3 separate regions of the Mus musculus genome follow, and all the other regions are linked to region 3. A link is a contact called in public promoter capture Hi-C data. All regions are on one chromosome and are shown on one strand. The core of a region is the stretch at or near the end of the contact, and the rest is flanking DNA. Distances in the headings are between cores, read along the strand shown. Region 1 holds the start of Tbc1d23 (TBC1 domain family, member 23). Region 2 holds the start of Tfg (Trk-fused gene). Region 3 holds the start of Riox2 (ribosomal oxygenase 2).

Region 1 (4,489 bases), core at 1,588-4,087, 2.2 Mb before region 3:
ATTAGCGATTGATAGGAGATGATGAAAAAGTCAGCCCTGGGCTGGTGGTTCTATAAGAAAGCAGGTTGAGGAGCATAAGGAGCAGGCCAGTAAGCAGCCCCCGCCATGCCCTCTGTATCAGCCCCTGCCTCCAGGTTCCTGCCCTGTGTAAGTTCCTGTCCGGACTTCCTCCATCGATGACAATGATGCGGAAGTGTGAGCCAAATAAACCTTTTCCTCCCCGAGTTCATTTGATCAGGGTGTTTCATCACAGCAATAGTCACCCTAAGACAAAGACCTGGCCCCACAGTGGTGGCGCACTCCTTTAATCCCAACTCAGAGGCAGAGGCAGGAGGATCTCTGTGAGTTCCAGGCCTGCCTGGTCTACAGAGATTTCCAGGACAACAAAGGCTACACAGAGAAACTAAACTCTATCTTGAAAAACAAAAAGAGCAACAAAAGACATAGACCTTAATGGGACCTTTAAGAGAACAAATGTTGCTACCAGCAACCATCCACTAGAGAGACCTTGCCCATAACCACACACACACACATGAACTAAGAACTTCCTTACGATGTTTTAACTCAGAAAAATTCTTCCCAAGCTCCGGACTTCATGCTATAACCACTAGGTCACTTTCTAGAAAGTCCTTATCATTGATTCTTAAAAGGTTTCCATAATGGGTTGGAATCTTTTTACTGGGCTGACACTATAGATCAGTGTAGGCAGAGCACCTGTTTACCATGTACAAGTCCCTAAGTTGCACTTAGGGAATGCAACTTACATAACCACCCATCCCTCATAAATGTGTACGGATTTTCCAGACCTATCTTTCTCTTAAGTCAAGCAGTGCTAGTTATTATTCCCCAAATAAATCCTTAATTTTCCTGCCTTTGCCTCCATTTCTGCCGTTTCTTTATTCTCTTAACAGCATAGCACAATCTGGGATTTAGCCTCCAGCTCTGTAAGGTATTTAATATTTGAAATATGGCTAGACCAACTGAAATTCATGATAAGTATAAAGTGTACATAAATCTTTTCATATGGGTAAAAATTAAAAACTAAATCTGGTTGTGGTGGTATACACCTTTAATCCTAGAGCTTAGGAGACAGAGGTCAGACAAGGCTATATAGCAAGTTCTGGACCAGCTAGGGCTACACAGTGAGACCCTGCCTTCAAACAAATAAATAAATGAAAAACTGCTTTTAAATAATGAGCACATATTCAAATAATACATTGGTGTTGGATATATTTTTTTTAAACATAGTAAAAGTTCTACCTGGTTTTTGTTATTGTTTTTTAAGTTTTCAATGAGGCAAAGGAAAGAAATTTTAATTAATTCCTTCCGTAGCTCACATTATAGTGACTATTTTGAACAATGTTAAGGTAAGTCTTACTGATGCTTCAGAGTCTAACTCACACACCAGTGCCTCCATGAGCTTTTGTAATGCATGCTGAAATGGTTTCTGCCTCTTCTGAACTCCCACAACACTTATTTACAATCTCAGAGAACAAAATTAACTTTAGCTTGCTACATGTGTACCTGTCAGTCCCCAGAAGACCAGCTACTCAACTGCTATATCGTGTATTCCTTTCTGTTATTTCTATTGTCCTCAATTAGTAAAGTACAAATTTACCAAAGGCTTGCATTGTGTGTAGGTACACCGTGACAGTGATATATAAACACTGTGAAAAACAACAGCAAAATCCATGAGTCTTACACCTGGTCAATACAGTTAGATCAACTGTAAGATATACACGTGCACACACACACACACACAACTTCAAAAGTAGAAGTGTCCACCAAAAATTAATGACCCTCAGTGGGAAAAATAATGCCTACCAAAAAGGTATTGGCAGGGTTGGGGATGTATCACAGTTGGTAGAATGCTTGTCCTAGCACACAGGAAGCCCTCGGTTCAATCCCCAGCCCAACACAAACCAGGCAGGATGGAGCTTACAAGCCAGCACTCGGGAGGAGAAAGCAAAAGCATTGGAAGTCCACAGTCATCCTCAGCCACTCAGAAAGTTCGAGGCCAGCCTTGGGCTACATGAGTTCCTTTAAAAACCAAATCTTCCCACAGCCCCAGAGACACATGCAAATGCCCGGGAGAAACAGTAACAAAATTCAAAACGCCCTCCAAGTCATGAAATTAAATTGTGAGGAAAGTGGTGGGGAAGAAAAAAAAATAATAATAACAAATGTTAGAAACTGTTGGGAGATAAACAAAATTAATAATAATAATTTTTTTTTTTAAAGACAACCCTGAACTACGTAGAAGGAATCTTGCTGGGTGTATCTCACGACCTCTGCACTGTCAAAGGTCGCGGTGGTTATTTCAAAAGATCTCATTTCAAATGGTCTGAGATCTCCATCCAAGAACTTCCTCCTTAGTGCGCCCATTCCAACTCCCTGGCTAGGGACTCGGCGAACTCAGTGGGGAAGCCACTCTCTTCGCTGGGCCAAGCGGGAGGACCTGACTTAGGCGCAGATCCAGGATGGCCCCTGAGTCCCCGGGATTCTGCCCCAGCCGCAGAAGCCCGCGGGCAGAGGGGACCCTGAAGCAGAGGGGGCGGGGCAGGGGCTCAGAGGAGGACAGGTGCCTTTTGCTCCACGCCCCGCCAGCCAGCACCTCGGGGACAGGCAGGATGGCGAACAGGAAGAGAAGGGGCCAGTGGGAATTAAACCTGGGCTCGCACTCACCAGCTGTCCCCGCCCGACGTTGACAGTGGCAGAAGCTCTTCTCCTTCCGCCATTGCTGTTGACGTCCACGTCACTTTGCCGAAAAGTGGACCTGGCACCGAGACTGTCTCAGAGATTCAGTGTCGTAAAAGGAGTTATGAAGTCTGAGACTTGAGACTCACCAGAGCGAAAGAGGGAGGAGGCGAGGAATTGGAAGGATGCAACGTCACCACGTCTCTAGGGCGAAAGGCGGAGCCCGGAGCTTTGCGAGAGGGAGAAGATTATGGAAGACCACAAATCCCAGGATGCCAAGGGCCCGCGAACGGAGTGGGCGGGGCACAAGGCTTGTGGGCGGGGCCGACCCTGGGGAGTGGGAGGGGTTCTCCGGGATGGGGCGGGGCGCCACGCTGCGGGCAGGCGTGGCTCAGAGGAGACTCTGAAAGTGAAGCATCCTGGCTTGGCGTCTTAATGTTTGGGTCTCTGGCTGTCCGGTGTGAGCCAGAATTGAGAATCCCAGCTAGTGGAGAGAGGAGGGCAAGTATGAATTCACACAGAGAAGGTAGGCTGAATAGAAAAAAAGGAAAGGACATACCACATCATTTGTAAAGACCATTCAAAAAAATAAAAAGGCCAGGGACTTAGTAAACCATACAGCACTTGCCCAGCATCCTCAATGATTCAATCACCAGAGCTACAAGAAAAATAAAAATACACGAAGGACTCTGTCAAGCTATCCAGTTAAGAAAATTATACTCTAGTCTTCTATCTTAAATATGTCTTCTAACAGCCAGGAGAATCAACTGTAGTTCTGAAACTGAAATTCCAGTTTAAAAAATCAGTTTAAGAAAGCTGCCGAGGGGGGCTGGTGAGATGGCTCAGTGGGTTAGAGCACCCGACTGCTCTTCCGAAGGTCCAGAGTTCAAATCCCAGCAACCACATGGTGGCTCACAACCATCCGTAACAAGATCTGACTCCTTCTTCTGGAGTGTCTGAAGACAGCTACAGTGTACTTACATATAATAAATAAATAAATCTTAAAAAAAAAAAAAAAAAAAAGAAAGCTGCCGAGATCCTTCCCTTCCTAGCCAAAGTCCCATTTGTCCCTCTAAATGGGCCTCCTTGTTCCGCACCCAGGTTTCATCCACAGTACCAGTATTACCAAAACACTAGCCCCTGGGCTATCTTTGCCTAGTACAGATTCAGGGAGGAGCTGAACAAATATTTTTAAGCCCAGGAACAACGATGCAGTTAACTACATGAAATTTATGGATAAATCTGAAAATGCCATTGTTAGATGAACCAAACAGATTACAAACAAAAGGCATCGTTTATGTTTGATATCAATATATTAGCAATAGATGCATGCACACTGAGAAATGCAGGGGTAATGTGTAGAAAAACTGAAAACAATTAAGTTTTAGATGGGGCAGGAATGACCAGAAATAGCTTTAATTAAGTAAAGTAAGTTTCTGTTCGATTGGTTGGCTGGTTATGTTTTGTTTTGTCTTTTGAGACAGTCTCACTAGTAACCTTGAGGAGCTCAGAATTTGCTTTGGAGACCCGGCAAGACCAGGTTTGGCTTGACTCCGGGGCTGGTGTCTGTGAGCTCCTAAGCGCAAGTGTTCTTCCTGCCTCCGCCGCTCAAAGAAGCAGTACGAGAGGTGTTTGCCACTATATTGGTTCTAATGTTTAATATTTCATTTTTAGGAGCTGAGAGGTACCTTCAAGGGTATCCATCATTTTTTTTTCTGAAATATACTTTGGTACCTAAAATGCTCCAGAATTTTAAAAACTATTTAAATAATGTAGCACAGCTGTCCCAGTG
Region 2 (4,534 bases), core at 432-2,931, 2.8 Mb before region 3:
TTGTCCATTTGTGTAGCAATGTCAGGCACCACCGTTATTTCCTGTCCCAAGAGAAAACCTCGTCCACACAGCTGTCAACTCTGGTCCTGCCTTTCTCTAAGCAGGTAGAGATTAACATGAATGAGTTCCTAGAACTACTGTTAAGATCACTATGCATTTTCTGATGCATCTCGTTGCTGTCTTACTACTTCCTAAGTCCAGAAGTGACTCAACCTGGAACTTAACCTTCATCCAAGAAATTCCTGGTAACTGGGATACACTGATGTGTCCAAGGACATAGCCCCTGCACTAGGATACCTCAGCCTCAGGCACCTGTTGCTTAACCTGAGAAGAGGCCCTCTTTCAGAAGCTTCTAAAACGCCCACCCTCTAAACAAGTTTCTTTTTCCCTTCTTTCTTTTCTTGTCCCCGCCTCCCCAAGACAGGATTTCTCTGGGTAGCCTTGGCTGTTCTGTAGACCAGGCTGGCCCCGAACTCAGAAATCCACCTGCCTCTGACTCCTGAGTGCACCACCACCAACTGGCTCCTTTTTCTTCTCTATTTTTTCTTTCTCTCTTTTCTTTTCTTTCTTTAAAGAACCTTGATTATTCTAAAACTGTAAGTGGGTCTCAAAATCTGTATGACACGCAGTGTATATGGCAAGAATGTAACCATTTTCACTGGTAGCTATGTGAGCTCAAGTTCTTCTCTGCGGCGTACTTTCTGCACATGCGAAGGGAGCCTAACAAGCTACTTTGGTAGAATCTTTGAGATTACCTATCTACAATTCTCCCTACCGTGCCCAGAGACGGCAACTTAACAAAAGTTGGCAACTGTAATCAGTAAAACTGGGTAGGGCCCCAAGAGGACACTAAGCACGGGAGTGTACGACCGAATGGGGCTCCTTTCTGTGTCCTCAATCTACCGATTAACTCCAGGTCTACGCTCCAACGTCCAAGCCACTCCCGGGGATCAGGCACAAACGCTTTGGGCTTTCTCAAGCCCCCTTTCTATGTCTTCCATGATTCACCCTCCACCTTCCAAGTTGCTCTAGAGGGTGAAGCACCGAGCAAACGCCCCAGGCTTCTTCGATCCCTGGTTCTCGACCTCCGTAAGAGGTACCCCCAGGCTCCCCTCTACTCTCTGGGGCCGGAGGGAACAGGACTTGGGGTATCAGCGGGGCCAAACGCCCTCCAGGTCAGGCCGGGCCGGGCGCCCTCTCCTCCCCCTCCCTCCCTCCCTCCCAGCCGCCCCTCCCCCATGCCGGGCCGCTCGTCCGCCTCACCCGGGCCCTGCGCCCTCCCTCCCAGCCCCTTCCCACGGTCCCCAGCCCCACCCTCCCACCCGGCGCTGGGAGGTTCCAGAAGCCCTGCGGCCCTCCCGGTTCCCCCGACCTCCTCCTTGAGTCGCCACGCGCGCCTCACTCCGGCGGACATACCCCGCTTGCCGAGGCCGTCCACCTCAGCTGACCCGGCCGCTGCGGGCTCACTCGGTGTCGCAGAGGAGGCTTCCAAACCCCGTCCGCTCCGCCGCCGTCCGCCGAGCCTCGCCGAGCTGCAGGCTGCGCAGAGCTGGCCAATCGCACGCACCCGACGAGCCTAGCGACAGCCACGGTCCCGTACGTGGCAGGTGGGAAGCGCAGGGGCGGGAGCGAAGGGGAGAAAAAAAAAAACTGCCCTGGCGCCCCGCCTCCAGGCGCACAAGCCAGTCAGGACGCATGCGCAGTGGGTGAGGGGCGGGGCGGGCGAAGACCCCGCTGCGTCGGGTGAGCGGCCCGGCTTCCTCACTGGATGACCGAGTGTAGGAAGTGCGAGCCGAGGCGGACACGCATGCGCAGGGAATTACCAGCACTTCCGGTTTTCCGGGCAGCCAGTCTTTCCTAAGTCTGGCTGCTGGGTGGGCGGGGCGTAGTCTGCAGGGCTGGGTTTGCTACGAGAGCCTGGGGGAAGTGGGGCATCTGTCCAGAAAGGTTTGGGTCTTGTTGCTTTGTGGCTGTCGTGACTACGCGCTAGTCTGTCACATCTCGGAAAAAACGAACCCCTTTTCCGCCTTCTTTCTACACGTTCATTCATTCATTCATTCAGGATTGAGTGCCTACGCTTTGCCGAAAGAGTGCTAGGATGAGTCAGTTCCCCAGCTAAGCTCTACCCAAACATTTAGGAAGATCCGAGTTTAGAGGGCACACCCACCGGTGCAAAAGACAAACTTGGATAGTAAAAACCGAGGCTTCAAGAAGGCTTTTATAGGATAGAGATTTGACCATACCCTACACTCGCCTAAATTCAGTTTTCTTTTTGCTTTGGATGTGTTTAAATGGATGGAACTTGAGAATTATCATCCTGAGTGAGGTGACTCAGTCACAAAGGAGCAAACACGGCTTGGACTCACCCTTGAAAAGACTGCTTACACATTGGTCCCTGACTAGTGTCTGAGCAACTAGAATTCAACAATGCTTCCACTGTTCTTTATTAAGAGCCATCCCTTGTGTCTAAAGTGTTTGAATAAATGTATTTTACGCTGAACACATTTCAATCTGCTTGCAATCTGGGTGCCAGGAATCTTAGTACACAGCAACCAGTGGGTCCCGTAATCTCCTTTAACAAGAAGAAGAAGAAAAATAAATAAATAAAGCAAAGTGGAGTGGTATAATCTAACACTACAATCTAAGTCTTACAAGTAACTTCTGGCAGACTATTCACATGGTTTAGGGACTTGTTGCTGGAAGAAATTAAGTGTGTCCAGGAAGAAAGCTTAGATGTGTGCTCTGGTCTCATACAGACTTCTTTCTTTATAATTTGTTCTTTTGCTATGTTCCTTTATGTTCTTTTCTATAATACCGTATGTCCTAGACATGGATACAGTTCCCTATAGTATCTGTGCAAAAACCATACAATGCCTATAGATGTAATTTGAGCATACTTTTTATTAAAAAAATCTACATCTAGAAACACAGAGATCTCATTACCAGAATAATCTGGAAAGAAGAGGTTGTAGATTTTGTAGCAGTGCTCAGAAAGGACTTTAGTACTGTTGCTTGTCTGCTTTCAGGACAATATATTCATTCACTACTTAACTGGGGTACTATTTTGTTAATAATTTCAGCTTACCTTCATAGTCACAAATTTTAGTGGTGGCCTGAAATTCAGAGTTTTCCTTGTCTTGCTTATTCCTTTATAATGTCTTGTGATCTTATCTCAAATCACATGACTTGTAACTGTCATCTAAACTCCCAGTCTAGAACACATCCCTTCTCTATTGCTGTCTAGTGAGTACCGGGTGGTTGGGGGTAGGGGGTTTCATCTTCATTTATTATCACCAAGGTCCAGAAAGTCTCAGTTATAATATTATGGTTTCATGGCAAACAAAGTCCAAAGTCCAACAAATTGTAAGATCATACCTCTGCATGTAGCAAAGTTCCACTGGGGAAACTATACAGATAGATAGGAACTGTACCAAACTATACAGATAGGAACTGTACCAGAGGCCCCTGGGAACAGCTTGTAAGAGATAAGCATTGGATCATGTCACTCTGCCCTACTTGCCTCTACTGCACACACACACACACACACACACACACACACACACACACACACAAACACTCCACATCTTCAGTTAAGAGCTGGTACTCAGAAACATGACCAATGGGCCAAAACTGAATTATAACTATTTACACCCTTTGGAATAATCAGAACCTTAAAAGTTAGCACTAAACTGCTAAGTATTGCTGTTGCCACTGTAAAATGACTCAGCCTCCTTAGAAAACAGCTCAGCTCTTACTGATTTTTTATTAGGTATTTTCTTCATTTACATTTCCAATGCTATCCCAAAAGTCCCCCATACCCCCGCCCAACTCCCCTACCCACCCACTCCCACTTCTTGCCCCTGGCGTTCCCCTGTACTGGGGCATATAAAGTTTGCAAGACCAATGGGCCTCTCTTTCCAATGGTGGCTAACTTGGCCATCTTCTGATACATATGCAGCTAGCTATTATTGATTTAATAAAGTGTTTAAAAATACAGGTTTAAAATAAATTACAATTACTCTGTGACCCAGTGACTCTAAGCAGTATTTTAAGAGAAAATAAAATGTTAGCCAAGAACATGTCCAAAAGTAAGTTTGATTCCTAATAGTCAAAACCAGATAAAATGTTTTCTTTTTACATAAAGGAACAAGCCCAAATTTTCTTCAGTAGATGAGAATTTCAGGGGACTTCAATGTGATTATTATTATTAATATTATTAGCAGGACTACATAAGTATGTAATGGTAAGTAAAATTATAATACAATCTCATTAACTGTTAAAGTTAAGACAAGGACTCTAGGGAATATAGAAAAGTAGACAATGGTTTAAAATTAAACCATTATGGATTTTGCTGTTATAAACATATTTGTGAAGATGACTATTCACTAGCTGTAATAAAGGATAAAGTACAAATTACATATCTCAGGTATACAATATGATATTGAGAACTATCACGATCATGCTAACATAGCCATCTCCTCACGGCTATACATGTGCAAAATCATGTAATGTGTCCTCAGCACTGTTGCGAATA
Region 3 (4,487 bases), core at 1,661-4,160:
CGACTCCTCTACTCCTGCGTGGGATATGAGTCATCCCCAGAGCTCTGGCTTTCCCTGAATAAAGCCTCATGTGGTTTGCAACAAGCTCGGTCTGTCATGAGTTCTTGGGTGTCCGCTATTGTCCTGAGGTCTGAGCAAGGGGCTCCTCTCGGAGTCTTTCAAGCCTATCATTTCTAACTGTGCCATATATGATTCTATCATGTTAGCATGGAGATGAATAATAAAAATAGCAATTCCTAACTTATAATTACTATTATATAAAATTCCAGTGAGATTATACAACTCCCTCATCTATGTAAGGGGAAGGCACCATTCTGTACCTGAGGCAGCTGTAATTTCCTGGCAGTAAGTTTTACTCTTCTATGACCTCACTTATGGAATGAAGCCACCTCTTCTTACCACACAAGCATGTTCTTAACACATTCTACCAATGCATGAAGTTCTGCTTCATTTCAAAAGCCTATTGATTTTTCAACTTCAGTTGGACTCTCAACAGTGTAAATCAAAACACTGTGCTTTTTTTTTTGTTTTGATGTATTTTGCTTGTTGTTTTTTGAGACAAGGCTTCTCTATGTAGCCCTGGCCAAGCTGGAACTCACTTTGTAGACCAGGCTGGCCTTGAATTCTCAGAGATCCACCTACCTCTGCCTCCTGAGTGCTGGGATAAAAGGCGTGTGCTACCATTGCCAGCAAACAGGGTGGAGTTTTATGAAGGTGACTTTATTCATGATATTACTACAGAAAGGACATATATTAATGAAGAATATCTCACAATAAAGAAAGGGATCCAGGAATCAAGAAGTCAAGAAGGAAGAAAACCATGAGTCTTGTTATCTTAGGGTCTGTCTTCTCTTACAACACGTAAAGTCATGGTTATTCCCTGGAATCAAAAATTACGGGAGCAGTTATTGACATTGTAACACTTTAGCCACTGTGGCTGCTACAATCTCCTGCTGTACTATGATGTCACTGGTCTGTGATGGAGCCCAGTGTAGAAGAGATGCTTCCAAAGTCAAGACTTTCTAAAGTTTTATATACAAGCCTATGACCTTTAAAAGTCATGTAAAGACTCCATCATTTCCAAAACTAGCTAAGTCAACAGGCAATAAAGAGAGGGAAGCACCCCCACCCCCACCCACCGCTTCAGAGAACACTAATGCAGGCATGTCTGAGCATTGTACACTTCAAAGAGGTGCTATAACCACAAACCCACACATCAGATAAAGTTTTAGGGCAATCACACTTTCCTGAAATAACTTAAAAGATGTTTTGTTAACTAGGTTGTGCCTGCAGCTGGGGCCATATGTATATTAAATCTTGGATCAATGAGAAAGGGGCCTCAGGACCTGCTACATAGTTTTTAAATAAATGTGGAACTAGGGGATCAGGGTTGGGGGAGAGACTATTTTGTGACAATGAGTTCCAATCATTGAATGTGATTTAGAAGGATAATGTAAATGAAAAGTAGGAGGAAATACAAGACAAAGGAATGACTTGTAGAAACTGTAAATATGGCTGGTCTACAAAATGATCTTAAAGTCTGATGTGGTCTGTATTTTGAGAAGAATTTCTCTATATTTCTAAATATAGAATTTATCTATATTTCATTTTGAAGATAGAATTTTTATCTCTACCATCTATCATTTATCTGTCTTTCTATGTTATTCTAGGTCACGTTTCGGCTGAGATTGAAGTAATCTAATTGTTCTTGTTCATTTATATGAAGGATGGTGTATAGTGTAACTCACAACGAAGTAATTAATTGCGCAAGGGCCATCAAGTTATACAACACATCAACTCAAAATATTACCCTACTTTTTCTGAAGTATTTTTTATTTGATTCTCTCATGATATTATCATTAGCTCCTTTGATTGTAGCCACTTGTGCTGATGAAATTCTTCATAAGTTTTACTTGGTTAATATACATTATATTACTGTGCTATGCTTCATATAAAATAATTTGACCTCTATGTGGATGTAGAAAAAAACAAAGATTTTTTTATTATTAATTACTGTCATATATGATTTCATGACTGTTCCTCTTTTGCCCCTCTGTAGACCCCAATGCTTTGAGGATACTCAGTTGCTAATCCATTACCTAATAAATAACCAACTGTGTAAAAACATGCATGTATGCAAAACACTTTGGCACTAAGACTTATTTTCAGGCATTGTGATGGTTTAAAAAGGAGTAGTGGCTCCCATAGGCTGATATATCTGAATGTGTAGACATTAGGGAGTGGCACAATGTGAGAAGGATTGGGAAATGAGACCTTTTTGGAATAGGTGTGGCCTTGCTGGAGGAAGTATGTCACTGGGTGTGAGTTTTGAGACATTAAAATAAAGAAAAACTTAAAAGGATTGGAATGAAAATATATGAAGTCTAAACAAAATGGTTGGTACTAAAATTGTTAAGTTACCCGGGCGTGGTGGCACACGCCTTTAATCCCAGCACTCGGGAGGCAGAGGCAGGCGGATTTCTGAGTTCGAGGCCAACCTGATCTACAAAGTGAGTTCCAGGACAGCCAGGGCTACACAGAGAAACCCTGTCTCAAAAAACAAACAAACAAACAAAAATTGTTAAGTTAATAACAATCGTATACATATTAAAGCCATATACAATGACGGTTTTGGATCTTTTGTGGACCGATGGAGTACAAGCACTCTCTCAAGAAGCATGTTCTTGTATGTGTGTGTTAATAAAGGGAACTGTCCAAATTTATAGATTTCCCTCTAACTTCAGATTTGAAGGTAGCAACTATAAAAAGCACATTCACGTTCTGTGACCTTTAGGTTCATAGGCCAGAGCAGGGGAAGGCCTGTAGCTGTAGGCAGGAGCAGGGATGTGGTCCGGGGGCGGAGCCAGAAGTCCGGGGCGGGGCCGCGTCTCGTGGGCGGGGTCGCGTCTCGTGGGCGGGGCCGCGTCTCGGGAGCCCGCCCTGGACGTGACCACGCCGTCGCGCCCTTCCATGCCTTAGCTGGGTCAACTTGCGGAAGACACGCAACAGGCCGTGCCGGTGCAGCGCGTGGGACGCGGGTCAGGCTGAGAAGTGCAGCTCTGGAGGGCTGGGGCCTAACTGGTGAGCCGGGTGGCTGAGGGCTGGGGACCTGGCCACGTGCACCGCCGGACTGGTGGCGGGCGGCACACGCCGGCGAGCTAGAGCCAGGCTGCGCGCGCAGACGGGGAGGGGCAGGGACCACGGTCGCGGACTGAGGAGGGGCGCGGGGACTGTCGCCCAGCTCGGGACTTGGAGCGTAGGTTGCCTTTTTATCTCCACGTGAGGAAGACTGCCTGTCTGCCTGCCTGCCTCCAGGATGTCCAACAAGTGACTAAACAGGTTTCAGGAAGTCTACCAGCGGTCATGATCTGAACTTCCGGCGCCGGGAGTTGGGTTTCACCAGCTCCTTTTTAATACCTGGATGCCTCTGAACTTTTGGGCTGCATCTTTCGTGACCTCATGGACCCCCCGAATACACATAATTCGTATTCTGTTTATATAAAGCTGCAAAAAAACATAACTGCCATTCAGTGAGACATCTCTGAATTAATGAAAACTTTTCTGGGTGCTGAAGACAATTGCTTTCAGTTAGCCTGGTGATTTTCTTACAAGCAATATATAATTAAAAAGTATTTCACCACTTTATTTATTTTATGTGTGGATGTACACAGGCTATGATGTACCGGTGGAGGTTGGTGGACACTTTGAGGGAATCCTTTCCTTCCAGTATGTGGGTCTCAGAAATTAAACTAAGTGGACAGCAGGTGTCTTTACCGCCTGAGTCATCTCTCAGGCCCATGGTGTATAACTACTGTCAGGTGTGATTAATTGAGCTAAGTTCAATCTAGTCTTCTCTAGGTTAGTGGGCCTACAATTCGTTCATTAAGGACTTCTGTGAATGTAGATTTCTGCCTCCAGCATCAGAAGTGGTACTCCACTAGGTTTGATGTGTGCATCTAGACATTAGCGTGTACCACGCTTTGCTGGTAAAATACTGCTACCATGGAGAGAGACGTCCCTGCCAGGGCTGCTAGTGAGTATTGATATCTATGGTTACTTGTACAGAATAATAGTCCTAATTGTGCAAACCTCCTCCTCCTCCTGTCTTTCCCAAGTGGTGGTGGTCATGGGGTTTTTTTTGGGGGGGGGGGGTTTGTTTGTTTGGGGAGCTAGTGAGTAAGGCTTTTGAGAATTTGCTAAGAAGAAAAAGTGAAGAAAAATTCTGACTTAACTGTCTTGTGCCATACTTGGCTAGGTTTGTGCAAGGTAGAGGTAGCTATCTCTTAAGACACTCTGTGGCTTCTTGTCATTAAGTTTTACCATGGGAAAATTAGGTCGCCCTAAAATGTAGATTCTTAAGTTTGTCAACTATAGTAAGAGTGCCAACATTTATTTTCGGGTTGAACTTATCAGCGATACAGCAATTACCAGTTTATAAACTGAGTCTCTTTTAGAATTGTTTAAGTGCTTTTAAATCAACTTACCGC

The links. Promoter capture Hi-C pulls out the DNA fragments that hold promoters and counts their contacts. Capture Hi-C pulls out chosen DNA fragments and counts their contacts.
Region 1: a contact with region 3 is called in a promoter capture Hi-C map of liver, with 4 times the contacts expected there. The contact joins the promoter of Tbc1d23 here to the promoter of Riox2 in region 3. A contact is called at or near these places in 3 of 39 promoter capture datasets (hippocampal neurons and liver) and 2 of 9 other capture datasets (adipose tissue and liver).
Region 2: a promoter capture Hi-C map of liver shows a contact between it and region 3, with 2.7 times the contacts expected there. The contact joins the promoter of Tfg here to the promoter of Riox2 in region 3. A contact is called at or near these places in 5 of 39 promoter capture datasets (the 3T3-L1 cell line, the C10 cell line, liver and 1 more), 1 of 484 Hi-C or Micro-C datasets (B cells), 2 of 115 datasets of contacts at active chromatin or transcription factors (astrocytes and thymic regulatory T cells) and 1 of 9 other capture datasets (adipose tissue).

What each region holds. Positions count from the first base shown.
Region 1 is chr16:57,228,629-57,233,117 of GRCm38.p6, forward strand. It overlaps Tbc1d23 (TBC1 domain family, member 23), which reads right to left and starts at 2,838. Exons shown (of 19, transcript NM_001358433.1): 1 at 2,686-2,838. The coding sequence starts at 2,738.
Region 2 is chr16:56,715,769-56,720,302 of GRCm38.p6, forward strand. Tfg (Trk-fused gene) reads right to left here and starts at 1,682. Exons shown (of 8, transcript NM_019678.3): 1 at 1,417-1,682.
Region 3 is chr16:59,468,865-59,473,351 of GRCm38.p6, forward strand. Riox2 (ribosomal oxygenase 2) reads left to right here and starts at 2,911. Exons shown (of 10, transcript NM_025910.3): 1 at 2,911-3,081. It overlaps 1700022E09Rik (RIKEN cDNA 1700022E09 gene), which reads right to left and starts at 374. Exons shown (of 3, transcript NR_040568.1): 1 at 321-374.